Regions from separate parts of the Gossypium hirsutum genome. Here region 1 is linked to region 2. A link is a contact called in public Hi-C data. All regions are on one chromosome and are shown on one strand. The core of a region is the stretch at or near the end of the contact, and the rest is flanking DNA. Distances in the headings are between cores, read along the strand shown. Region 1 holds the start of LOC107895236 (increased DNA methylation 1). Region 2 overlaps LOC107895237.

Region 1 (6,273 bases), core at 2,685-5,184, 73 kb before region 2:
ACATTAAAAACGAATATTAAAAATTGAGAGTATGACTAGATTTGCTAATTCTGCAATAAAGCGGTAACATAAATGAACATTAAAGTCAATGAAGACAAAAGCATAAAAACTGAATAAAGCAAGCCATAAATAACCAAATAAAATAAATCATAAAGAAAAATAAAATAGACAAACAACCTAAAAACACATTTTAGTTTAGATGTTAATATTTTAAATAAAAGAATCATAAGAGACAATAGCAAAGAAAACTACCAAAATTGTCCTCCCTGGATACTCAAAGTGCACTATAATACATTGAACGATAACCATTAAAATGTTCAAAACCCTAACTTTTCCATTAATAAAATAAGGTTCCAATGAGAAAATATGAACGTCTCATCTTCATAGCTGGGGGATAAAGAACATTTGGAAAGGTTCAACTGGGTTATTTTGGCTTAATCTTGGCTAAAACTATCACAAGTAGGAGGGCGATGAAATAACTAAATGTCAAATTGACATGAATGGAATCTCTCTCTCTTTCATGCAGACTCACATCCGAACAAATAACCTAACGGCGTTCATTTCTGTACTACTGCATTTTTTTGGTATCAAATTACATAAAAATCCCTATCTTGCCTTAGAATAAGTTATGTAACATCTAGAAATTTTAACAACAACAACATCAATAGAACCATTCATGTTTTCTATTTTAAAGAATAAAAAGACTTTTCAAGAAAAAATATATAGATACAAAAGATGAAAGAGGTTAAGAACAACAGACTGCCACCAACTAGTTGCAGACCATGATGTTCGGATGAAATATTAAAATTGTTATTTCCAAAGACAGGGTTTTCCCTTGCCATAACCATTTGGATATCAGATTTATGACTAGCTATAACCAGAGTAATGCCAAATCACTAATTGAAAACATGAACTCCTTAAGTAATCTGCATTCTTTGCTCTTTCTTATGTGTGCTTTTAGAAAAAAAAGAAGAGAGGGAAACGTACATTGATACATTCTCAAATGAACTAAAGGCTTCATGGTATCAGCAAACAGTATGTCTTTTCAGAACACCAGTGCAATAAAGAGAAAAGTAACAATAGCTAAGGCACGCGGAAAAAAAACAACAAACAAAAATAAATAAGTAAACAACATTATTTCCCCCCCATCTTGTTCTTACTTTTAAAATATGTTTGTCAATGGCACCATCAACTAACCTTTAACACAAGACCAAGCAAAGTAGGATCCCATCCACTTCCAGTGGTATGCAAAGACTCCACTTATAGAAGACTCTTTTGCTGATGAGTCCATATAACCACAAAAAAAGGAAAGTGTATGAGCTCCAATAGACATGCAGTAAAGATACAGCTATGCTTGAGGAATGATTGCATTCCACCAGGCAGCATAGGGAACAACAGACCATCAAAGTATACATAGATAATGATTAGCCATAACCTAATTCCTCCTTGACTTCTCCATGTCATATGCACAAGATTAAAACCAGAAGAAGTGGCAAAAATTTTTGTTAAATTAAAATGATGGGTTCGGAAACATTAACACGTGTCTCTCTCTCTTTGGATATGCCAAATGTGGAGATCACGTTGCCTGTAACAGAAATATAACTGTCAAGTGACACAGGCTTCAAAGAAAAAGTTATAAATGCACCTACCTTTCCACTTGTTTGATAGCAGTTGATATTTATATGAATGATGATAGCACTCAATCAATACCAATTATTTTTAAGTTTCCATAGGGTCCATTATCTCCCAATATGGAATGTGGCAGCACCGTACTGGTTATCAATGTGACATACATAAAGATTTCAAATGACTTCTAAAAATATGCAAATCATTCCATTGAAGGCTTCTTAAAGCTTTTTCATGTATTATGAACTTAAAGATTTCAAAAGTTTAACTGTATTATTAACTTAATATACAGTTTAAACTATATACTCTTTCATGAAGCTTTTAAAGCCTTCCCCAATCGACATCTCTCTTCTTTTCTTTCTACTCAAAACGAAACTAGATGTAGAAGATTGATAAAGCGACAAACTTCTTTCAGTGACCAAGTGACCGCAAAAAATGCGGGATGATTCAATTTGACACAAAGAAGTTCAACTCCAACTTTATACTTGGATGTCTTTTCCTTTCTTTTTCACTTTTTCTAGCCAGATATAACAGAAATATTGGATCATTATCACCATTATCATGCATGGAATTATGAAACAGTATATTTGCCTACATTTCAAAACTAACAACTGCTACTTTCAGCTCATGCGAAAACAAGCCATCACAAAAGAAACAGAAAATAAAGAAAATCGAAATACTCATACTCTCACCAGAACAAAAATCCAAATTCAGAACACAATCAATAGATAAATGTACTTGCACTGGTAAGTAGAAAATCAAAATGCTCATTCTCAGTATCTGCAGCCCGCTTTCCTCTAATAAAAATTAACAATGTTTATCTTATAAGAACATCATTGAACCCTTCCTAATTTCACCTGCCTCAAAAGAAATTGATGAAAATTAAAAAACTATGGTTGCAATTAAACTTGAATTTCTTTTACGTTTTAGCTAAAATTGTTCATTTTTCATCCCAATTTATTATGCATATCAAACATATATAACCTGAACTAATTAAAAAACATAACCGGAAATGCAAACTGAAATGAAAATCCTTCCAGGACCCAGAAAAGCAAACAAGATTCAGATCAAAACCCAGAAATCCAATGCCAAACGCCCAAAATTTCAAAATTTTATCAAAAAAAAAATAGAGCTCACCTTTATAATGCATGTCCTGATCAACATGCAAAAGAAGAACAAACTTCAATTTAGGGTTGAAGAGCTGAAAAACTGAAACATATTCATCTAAAAAAACAAAAAGAAAAAAGAGAGAGAGAGAGAGAATCTTAATATATAGATATTAAAAACAAAAAAAACAAAACAGGCTTCCTTTTTGCATTTGGCTTCATCAGTTTAAAATATAAAGGAAGCCCCCAGTTTTAAAACTGAAGTGGCTTTGGAAAACCCGAATAGTGCTCCATAATGTAACAGATGGCAATGGCGGAAAAAAATAAAAATAAAAATAAGAAAATTCTTCCATGTAAGTTTATATGTCATGTCATTTGTACTTCTTCTCTCTTTCCACTTCGCTTTTGTAATTGCCTTATTATTATTGCATTTTTACTTACCATTTTAGATGTACAAATAAAAAACCGTTCCAATTAACCAAAATAAGGCTTGTATACATAAATAATCCTTTCAAATTAACTAAATAAGATTTATATTATATTATGCCAATAATATTTGCAGTGATACATTTCGATAAAAACAATAACGAAATCTATTCCCTTTGAACTAGCAAAATACAGTTTATATTTGAATTATACTATTGCATTTTTTCCCTTCAAATTATTTCAATAACTTGAACAAACAAACTAGTATAATGTATGAAAATACAGTAACTTGGCATCCTATATTGAGCTATAAAATACCCTGAGAAGATAGACCCTGCAGTGGCTGAGTTCCCCATTTTGAGGTTGGAGACAAGAGCTGTGAAACATGCCACAAAAGAACTATTGGGCATAAAAAGAGCCATCCAAACCACCAAGGAGAACTAAAGAAACCCATCAATTAATGGAATCCCCAGACCTGGTAAAGCCAAGTAGGCAGTAAGTAGTAAGTACTGGTGAGGCGAAGTGAAGGCGGGCAACGAGCATCAAAGAAAAAAGGAAAAAAGATGATGGTAGTTTTAGCTAAGACATTTGAAAGCAGAACACCGCGATGAAACAGCTGGAGTCGAGGATCCAAAAACCAGGTTGGTGGATGGTCCAGAGGGGAAAACCAGGTTTTCATATTGTTATAACATTGAAGTTACCTAGGAACGGGCACACCAGAGCTGCTAGGTTTAGTGGTCCGAGAATGTTGAGTTGGTATTAGAATAGAGTTTTAGCAATTAATTTTATATTGCGTAGTATTGAAAAAGGCTTTGTCCGAGTCTGAGCCGGAGCCCAATGTGACTTGATGAGTTTAGAATGAGATTGTAATTGATTTTACGGTATTTTTATTAGAATAACCGTGATACCCTTTGAACTTTTTTAATGGTGTGGGCTCTATCTTAGGGTGTGAGACCTTAGGACTACTTAACGAATAGCTATAACACGTATAATCTTTTTATGACAAATAATTTCTCATGTTTCTTGTAATAAAGAGCTATGGAGTATAACCCATATAATATTTTTCCCCACATATAATAATTTCTTGAGTTTGGAGTTCGTGTTAGAAGAGGTCTAGAACGCAAAGAATAAGGATTATGGTTTGCTTAATCCACAAATTAGTACTTAAATTGTGCTCTTTTTTTCATCTTAATATTTAAATTTTATTTGTCACAAATGGTACTAAACTATTTTTTTTCCAAGTTGGTACTTTCGTTAATCAAATCATTAGTTAAACCATTAAGTCTATTTTAAAAAAACGCTTAACCTAAAAATTAATATCTAAACAATACTCTTTTCCCTAAGTTAGGCTTCTTTAGATGCTCCTTTAGCTCCGATAAGTTGAGATTCCCTAATCCCCAAACTCTAAACCCCAAACCATAAACCTCAAACCCCAAACCTCAAATCCCAAATCACAAACCCCAAACTCCAAACGCACCACAATTGTCTGTTTGGATAATAATGTTTTGATTCAGTTGAGGCATTTCTATTGCCTTGCGACTGTGGTTTTCCATTGAGCTTTAAGATTCAATTAAGAAAAATACCTTCGGTGAGGATATTTTTTCCTATTTAATCCTCTTTACCAACATTAGTGTGAAAAAATAAAATAAAATAAAAAACACACAAATTTTTACGTGGAAACCCTTTAGGGAAAAAACCACTGGCAAAGGAGAAGAAAATTTACTATGTCAAATTTGAATTATTACAAGAAGAATAGATTATGTCTATTTATAGGCTTGTAAAGCCATATTCTAATAGGAGTGTAGTGAAACACCTTATTCTAATCAGTATAAAATAGACGGAGTTTAATAAGGTTTAAAAAACCTTATTCTAAAACAAAATAAAAAAGTGTAGTTCTATATGGATTTTACTTTTATTTTATTTTACCATTGTATTTTATTTAAATAATGATCCGGGTCACTTAATTCTAACAATCTCTACCTTGACACGAATTCTCAATGAACAAGTTCTTCATCGCGAACTCTCAACGATAGTTCTCCACCTCTTCCATAAAACTCCTTAAGGGTTTAACTTCAACAATAAACACCAACCAAGTCTAAGCAATGCTCAAACTTGGTTGTAGGCAGTGACTTAGTCATCATATCTACAGGATTTTCATGAGTACTAATTTTGCTCACAACAATATCACCACAAGCAATTATATCACGAACAAAATGATACCGAACATCAATATGTTTTGTTCTCTCATGAAACATTTGATCTTTTTTAAGGAAGATTGCACTCTGACTGTCACAAAATACTGTACTGATTTGAAGGTCTTCATTGAGTTCACTAAAGAGTCCCTTCAATTAGATAGCTTCTTTACAAGCATCAGTAATTGCTATGTACTCAGCTTCAGTGGTAGACAAAGCGACTGTAGTTTGAAAAGTGGCTTTCCAACTGATTGCACAACCTCCGATTTTAAAGACATAACCTGTGAGAGATCTTCTTCTATCAAGGTCTCCAGCAAAATCAGCATCAACATACCCAATGACTCCATCTCTAGTTCTTCCAAACTGTAAGCAAACATCAGTAGTACCTCGTAAGTATCTTAAAATCCACTGAACTATTTTCCAGCGTTCTTTATAGGGATTCGCCATGTATCTGCTAACTGCACTGACTGCATATGATAAATCTGGACGCGAACAAACCATAGCATACATGAGAGATCTCACTGCACTAGAGTATGGAACATGTGACATGTACTCAATCTCATTATTTGATTGTGGAGACAAAATCGATGAAAGTCTAAAATGGGCTGCTAAAAGAGTACTAACAAGCTTAGCACTATGTATATTGAACCTAAAAAGAACTTTTTCAATGTACCCCTTCTGACTTAGGTACAATTTACTTGCTTTTCTATCTCTAAGAATCTCCATACCAAGTATCTTCTTTGCTGGTCCTAAATCTTTCATCTCAAATTCTTCACTTAGTTAGGCTTTGACCTTTCTTATTTCTCTTTTATCTTTTGCTGCTATCAACATGTCATCAACATAAAGAAGTAGATACACAAAAGAACCATCACTGTTTTTTCTTAAAGTAAACACAACTGCCAAAACTATTTCTTTTGAAATTA
Region 2 (6,720 bases), core at 2,181-4,680:
CTCTAGTGTTCCATTGACATTGCAAATACTAAAATTGACATATCACACTTGTAAATACTGCAATATTATTAATTGTTGTAGTGTTGACTCTCAGCCCCAGTGCATGCATGCCAAAGCAAGCAGTCACCTAGTAGAATGAAGGAATATTTTATGAGGTTTTAAACTACTACGAAATTATGGATCTTGGATTTAAAGGCCCAAGATTCACTTGGTCTAACTTAAAATTGGTAAGTCGACTAATTCAGGAGAAAATTGACATGGTTTTTGCTAATTCTAACTGGTGTTTGGTATTCAAGGATGCCACTGTTACCCATCTTCACATGACTAAGTCAAACCATAGACTGGTATTGGTTAAATTTTGTGATTAGCCTTTTCGCATTTGGGATAGGCCATTTTGTTTCCAAAAAATGTGGCTTGATCAACCAAAGTTTAACCAAATTCTTGCTCAAGTTTGGCATTCAAGTAACTTAATCTCCCCAATACACTAAAGGTCCTAGCCACTAAACTTACTTCTTGGAATCGTATCTCTTGATTTTTTTATTATAAAAAAATGAACTTCTTGCTTGGCTTAGTGGTATCGAGAAAGCCTTAGAGCATGATCCAAATGATTTCCTCCTTAAACTCTAAGCCTTTCTTACTGAAGAGCATCAATTGATCCCTAAATATGAAGAAGACTTGTGGGCTATGAAATCTAAGGTTATTTGGTTAATTGATGAGGAAAGAAATGTTAGATTTTTTCATCTTCATACCATCAAACGTCATAGCTTCAACAAGATCGATGGGATTAATAATAGTGAAAGAGCGTAGGAGTCGAATGGGGGAAAGGTTTGTAAAATTTTCCAACCCTACTTTCTTAAGCTCTACACAACAGATAGGATGTATTCCCCTTACCTAAATAACCCTACACAATTTCGTTGGGTTACTTTAAGTGTGGCAAACTGCCTAGTCTTAGATAGGGATGTGACAGTGGATGAAATTACTAAGCGGTGTTTTCATGTAATCCCTATAAAGCCCTAATACTGATGGCATGCACCCCTTGTTCTACCAAAAGTTTTGGGAGATGATTAAAGACAAAAGGGGTCTTTGATTCCTGAAAATTCCTTACGGAGGTTAATGAAAACCTTATCACCTTTAACCCTAAGATAAATAACCCTACGATGTTGTCTCAATATAGACTAATTAGTCTGTGTAATAATATTTACAAAATTGTCACTAGACTTTTGGTACTCAGACTTACACCGCTCTTTAATAAATTGATCTCCCCTATCCAGGGTAGTTTCATTAAAGGATATCAAACTACTGACAATGTGATCATTTTCCAAGAAATGATCTATTCTTTTCGTAAGTTAAAAAGGAAAACTAGCTCAATGATCATTAAATTTGACATGAAAAAAAACCTATGATAGACTTGAGTGGAAAAGAAAAGTTCTCTACTACTTTAACTTTCCTAAAAATTAGATTGATCTCATCCTTAACTACATCATGACTTCTACAATGTCCATTCTTTTAAATGGAGGTAGACTTGAAAACTTTAAGCCATCCAAGGGTATTCGCCAAAGCGATCCTCTCTTACCTTATATCTTTATTCTCTGTATGGAATATCTAAACTCTAAATCAATATCGTTGTGGAGAATCGCCATTGGAAAGACGTAAACTCCTCTAGGAGAGGTCTCATACTATCCCATCTATTTTTTGCTGACAATGTTATTTTATTTGCTAAGACAAATAACAGGACTGTGGAAGCCATTGCAGATGTGTTGGATTCCTTTTTCGTGCAATTAGAGTAAAAAGTGAACATCGCGAAATTGAGGATCCTATTCTCGAATAATAAGGTTCAACAACAAAAGGTATGGTGTTAGGAACTTTTAAATTCCAAGGTAGCACCTTATTAGGAAAATATTTGGGCTTTCCCATTCACCATGGCAAGATGTGTCGAAGTAACTATAACTTCACCGTTGAAAATATGAGTCAGAAACTTGGCATGTGGAAAAGTAATTGCCTATCCCATGTGGTTAGACTTACTCTCATTCACTCAACTTTGGCTATCATTCTGAACTATTATATGCAATGTCGTTTCCTCCCAATAAGCGTTTGCAATGGTCTTGATAAAATCAGTCGCAACTTTTTGTAGGACGACTTGGATCAAATCAACGAATCAATCTTTTCAATTAGGGTCAAGTAGCAATGCCTAATAAAGAAGGGGGACTTGGTATATGGCCAACTCAAATTAAAAATCAAGCATATATCTTGAAATTAGGTTGGCGTCTCCTGATAGGAAAAACAAAACCTTAGGCTCAAGTGTTGCATGAGAAATACATCAGTGAAAGAGAATGTTTGAAATCTAGTAGGGGCTCTTCTATCACCTGAGCAGCCATTATGAAAATAGGGCCAATGCTCCAACAAGGGATGAAATGGTAGATCCGTAACTGCAGGAATACTAAATTCTGACGGGACAATTAGCTTGGGGAGGGACCTTTTCGTAAGTTAATCTAGGGTCCTTTAATTGTTGAAGAAGATAACATGACTTTTAAAGAGGTTTGTAAGGGCTTGAAGGACCACCAAATCACTCTTTTTTCTTTCACTCTCTGAAAGGATATCATGAATAATTTGGTTAGCCTCTTATTTTCTTTTCTTGAGGGTTTGGAGGATAATAGAAACTGGGGCTTGTCTAACAATGACCACTTTAACATGGATACTACGTGTCACTACACTATGCAACAAACTAAGGCTAACTTTACCCCAAAGTTCGGTGATTGGCAGTGGTTATGGAAGACTAAAATTCCACCGAAAATCATTTTTTTCTCTGGGAATGTAATCACGTGATTCTCCTAACTTCAAATTTTCTCAGTAAAAGGGGAATGTAAGTTGAGGACCTTAGTCCTTTGTGCAAGACTCATTCGGAAGTAGTGGAACGTTTGTTTTAGCACTATGCTATGAGCACAAAGTATTGGACGGTATTGTATACTAAAGGTCTTGATAACACCCAAACCAGTCTCACATGGAATGAGTGGTCAGAGGCGGATACAAGGGGGGCTGGCAGTGGCCCTGGCCCCCTCCCCAAAAAAATGGAAAATTTATATTTAGGCCATTGAATTTTTTTTAAAATTTTAAATTAGTAAAGGTAAAATTGTACTTTAACCCCCTAAATTATAGAAATTTGATTTAATCTTTTAAAAATTATAAAAATATAGATTATAAAAAATTAAATTTTCATTTGGCCCCCACTAAAAATTTGTTCTGGCTTCGCCCCTGTGAGTGGTTGAAGGTTAGTATGTAAGCAAAAAGATTACCACAAAAATCACTGGATATTATTTTTTGCTTTTTTTTTCTTTTGGGAAATTTGGCTTTTGCGCGATGCTATCATCTTCAAATCAAAGTATAGTCAACAGTGTCTAGAGAATAAGGTTATCAATAAGGCGGGGGGGTACCTTGCCATTGCTGGCAGACTTAAATGCCAACCACTCCCACACTCTCCATGTCTCTTCGATGCCCCTTGCTCCAGGTGTTTTCAAACTTAATACCGATGGTTCTCCCATCAGTAACCTAGGTAAGGTAAGGGCTGGAACCATTATTAGAAACGAGAAAGGTGAATAGGTAAGCGCTACTAGTATAGAGGCTGAATTATAGGCGATTAGAGACAGGTTAACTTTAGCTTTGCAGCTTAACATTGAGTGTATTGAAGTTGAAAGTGGTGTTATTGTTGTTAAGTTCATTACTAATATTGAGGCTAATAATCTTTGCTTTATCTACACTTGTTAATGACTGCAAGTCACTAATGTCTAAATTTGTCTCGATCGCACTCAGGCACATATATAGAGGGGGGAACCAGTGTGCGAACAAATTAGCTCGTTTATGGAGCAGCTTTCAACAGGAAAATTCTAACACCTTTCATAGTAGGGATCTTTTGTGTATTTGTAGGGAACCCCAGCTTGTATTGAGGCTCTGTTGAAATTTGATGCCTACGGACTTAGTATGGAACCTTAGTTTGATAATAATAATAATAATAATAATAATAAAATAATAAAAAGCTATAGGGTCTAGGAAATTAAAAACATCCCGTTTTCTTTTATGGAGATCTCATCTTCAGCTTTGACCGCGGAAATGTGAAATTGGCTTGAGACGGAGCATTCAAAATCTTCTATTACCTTGCCAAGTTTGCAATGACTTGTTTGCACCGAGAAGAGGGCATGCATCTTACAATATGATGTTTGGAAGTATTCCTTGAATCCCAATAGTTTTTCAGATTTCTTCAATATTTGTAGATATGATAACTGTGTAAAACTTGGGCATAAATCAGAAATCGTAACATACCATTTGATAACAAAAATGATACAAATCAATGGAATGTGTTTGTAAACTACTGTGTAATGACATCACAAAAGAGTAGAACCGTATTGAAGAATACCTAACAGGATTTACTGTGAGTTTAGATATACATACTAGTTTCATAGTATCATGTGGAAGCAACACAAAACTTCATATCTCCAAAAAAAAAGAAGACATCAGGGATTGCTCCGGTTTGAATCTGAATATGGTAATCGGATGAGAGGCAAAAGCTCCAAGTGCAAAGGCATCCACTAGGCTACCTTGTGAGGAGAGCAGAAAAGTAAAAGACCGAACATAACTGGTAAAATATGAAAGCAAGAGCAGGAACAAAGCAAGTCAATGATCACTTTGATCAAAATTTTCTTCATGGATTAGAGTCACTTCCTCTGCAAATGTGATAATGAAACCATTGATTAAACTTATCAGTGAAAGGAGTAATAGAAGCTAGTAAAGGGAAAATCACCTTCTGCCTGACATACCATGCTTTGATTTTTTTTACAGGAACAAACATCTTTGGAGCTTACTCTTTTAGTCTTGCATTATATGAAACAAAGGATGATGAGACTGCCAGAATCTTTGCAGAAATTGGTTCTGCTCTTCTGCTTTTGGCTGCTTTGATCTGCTCTGCAAGTGAAACTTCACTCTGCATTTTCTGTTTCTTTATAAGCTCTATATTTAATTTCTCCAGAGCTGGGATATGAGATGTGTCTCCATTAATACTGAATTGACTGCTTATGGATTTCTTCTTGCGGATCTAAGGATAGAAGTTATTATCATAGAGAAAATAAGTTAAGGAACCATGGAAATAAGTGACTCATTACATACTAATACTAGTTCTATCAACACAAGCCCTTCGCAAGCTACTTGTCTCTAATTCAATAGAATGACAACCATGAGAACATAGCACATATTCAGGCAATTTTATGCATTCTCTGGCAATCTTTCTGAGGTTTCTTACCATTTGTAATCTCTGCTTGAGTTTCATTCCTTGGGATTCTGCCACACTCTCATCTTGCCTTGCTTTTTCTTTCATTGTTCTCTTCAGTTCTCTTGCTTTCTCTTTCTCTTCCTGCTCTTTTCTCTTTTGAACAATCCTTGCTATCCTTTCTGCTCTTGCTTTTTCCACTCTTACCTTGGCTATCTCTTTTCCCTTGGCCTTCTCTGCAGCCCACTGTAGCTGTTCAAGAACTATTTCTTGTTTTATCTTGTCATAGCTATCCCATTCTAGCTCCACTTGGTCACTCCCTCCTTTCCTAGAAGCTTCAGCTATACTTTTCATCCATGATAGAAAGAATCTCTCCCCTAACCGTTTCCATTTCAAACGCTTGCCCCAAGCACGCTTCACTGAAGACCCAATTCTTGCCTTGCTTTCCTCACTGCAGGAGTTGTAATATCCTCAATTTCGTTATCTTTAGAAGTGAGATTTATTGTAATCATTAACATTGTTTCAATGGCATACAAATTCATGCTAAAAGTTTGAAAAGCTCATTCCAAGATGCTAATAAGAGAAAGCGGCTAAGAAAATTAATATAAAAATAAACAAAGGATGCATCTGCAGCCAAGGGTGACTAAAAACATTTTTTTTTCACAGAACTCATAACTTACATGTCAACTTCGCATGTTGATAATGCAAACATACACATCAATTACACGACTTATTCATTTATGTTGAGATAGAAACCGAATTACCCTTAGAAACCGAATTACCCTTGAATGGCACTAATAAGTAATGCAAACTGCAACAGCTATTCATCAAAAACTAGAGACCACCTAAAAGAAATTCATATACAGTTGAATCTGATACGACTGTAATAAATGAACATCCATAATGTCAGCCTGTGACAATACCATCTTGAGTTGACAGGAAAATCTTTAATCCATTCAGCCTTTTAATCTGATAGTTAACTTCAAATTTTCTGCTAGTCCTGCATGCCCATAATATAGCCAGCTATGGTTGGCTATCAGGGTACTAGTACCTGCTTGACACAATGATCCAAAGCTCGTATCCTGGCACAATTATTATGTTATAAGATGATCTTAACACATATAAGGCTTAGGGCTCGCCCCATTTTAACTTTAACACATTGAGTATCTAGCTCGCCTGCATGTATGCAGTGGGAATTATAGCAACATAACATTACTTTGGTCTCAACCTATTGCTTAAAGTTTTAGGCCTAAGGGTTTTTGAATACATCTCTTACAGCATGAAACCATTTCCATGTTTGATGTTTAATGATACAATCCATTGCAGACATTTTTGTTAAGTTTTGTCAAAACAAAGTTACCTATGAGTGCGGGGATGTTCAGCCATCTTCTTCCTAACCTGGAAATGAAGGGATGGACAAATTTGCAATTTAATTAATAACAGCAACAACAATAACAAGAATGTATCCT

What was found. Hi-C and Micro-C count contacts between places; a contact is called where the count stands out from the background.
Region 1: a contact with region 2 is called in a Hi-C map of leaf, with 4 times the contacts expected there. The contact joins the promoter of LOC107895236 here to the enhancer-like site in region 2. A contact is called at or near these places in 15 of 34 Hi-C or Micro-C datasets (callus, cotyledon, hypocotyl and 3 more).

Annotation. Positions count from the first base shown.
Region 1 is chrA13:97,592,456-97,598,728 of Gossypium_hirsutum_v2.1, reverse strand. LOC107895236 (increased DNA methylation 1) reads right to left here and starts at 3,934. Exons shown (of 9, transcript XM_041085371.1): 1 at 2,764-3,934; 2 at 1,198-2,483.
Region 2 is chrA13:97,518,506-97,525,225 of Gossypium_hirsutum_v2.1, reverse strand. It overlaps LOC107895237, which reads right to left. Exons shown (of 7, transcript XM_041084800.1): 5 at 6,612-6,649; 6 at 5,285-5,702; 7 at 4,290-5,080. The coding sequence ends at 4,847. Among protein-coding and RNA genes, the nearest start is that of LOC107895237, 5.3 kb to the right of the region's middle. Within about 2 kb of position 3,430, at least 2 of the 9 cell types and tissues checked have an H3K27ac peak or open chromatin away from gene starts, as enhancers often do. A contact at or near this core is called in cotyledon and leaf, where this site is marked.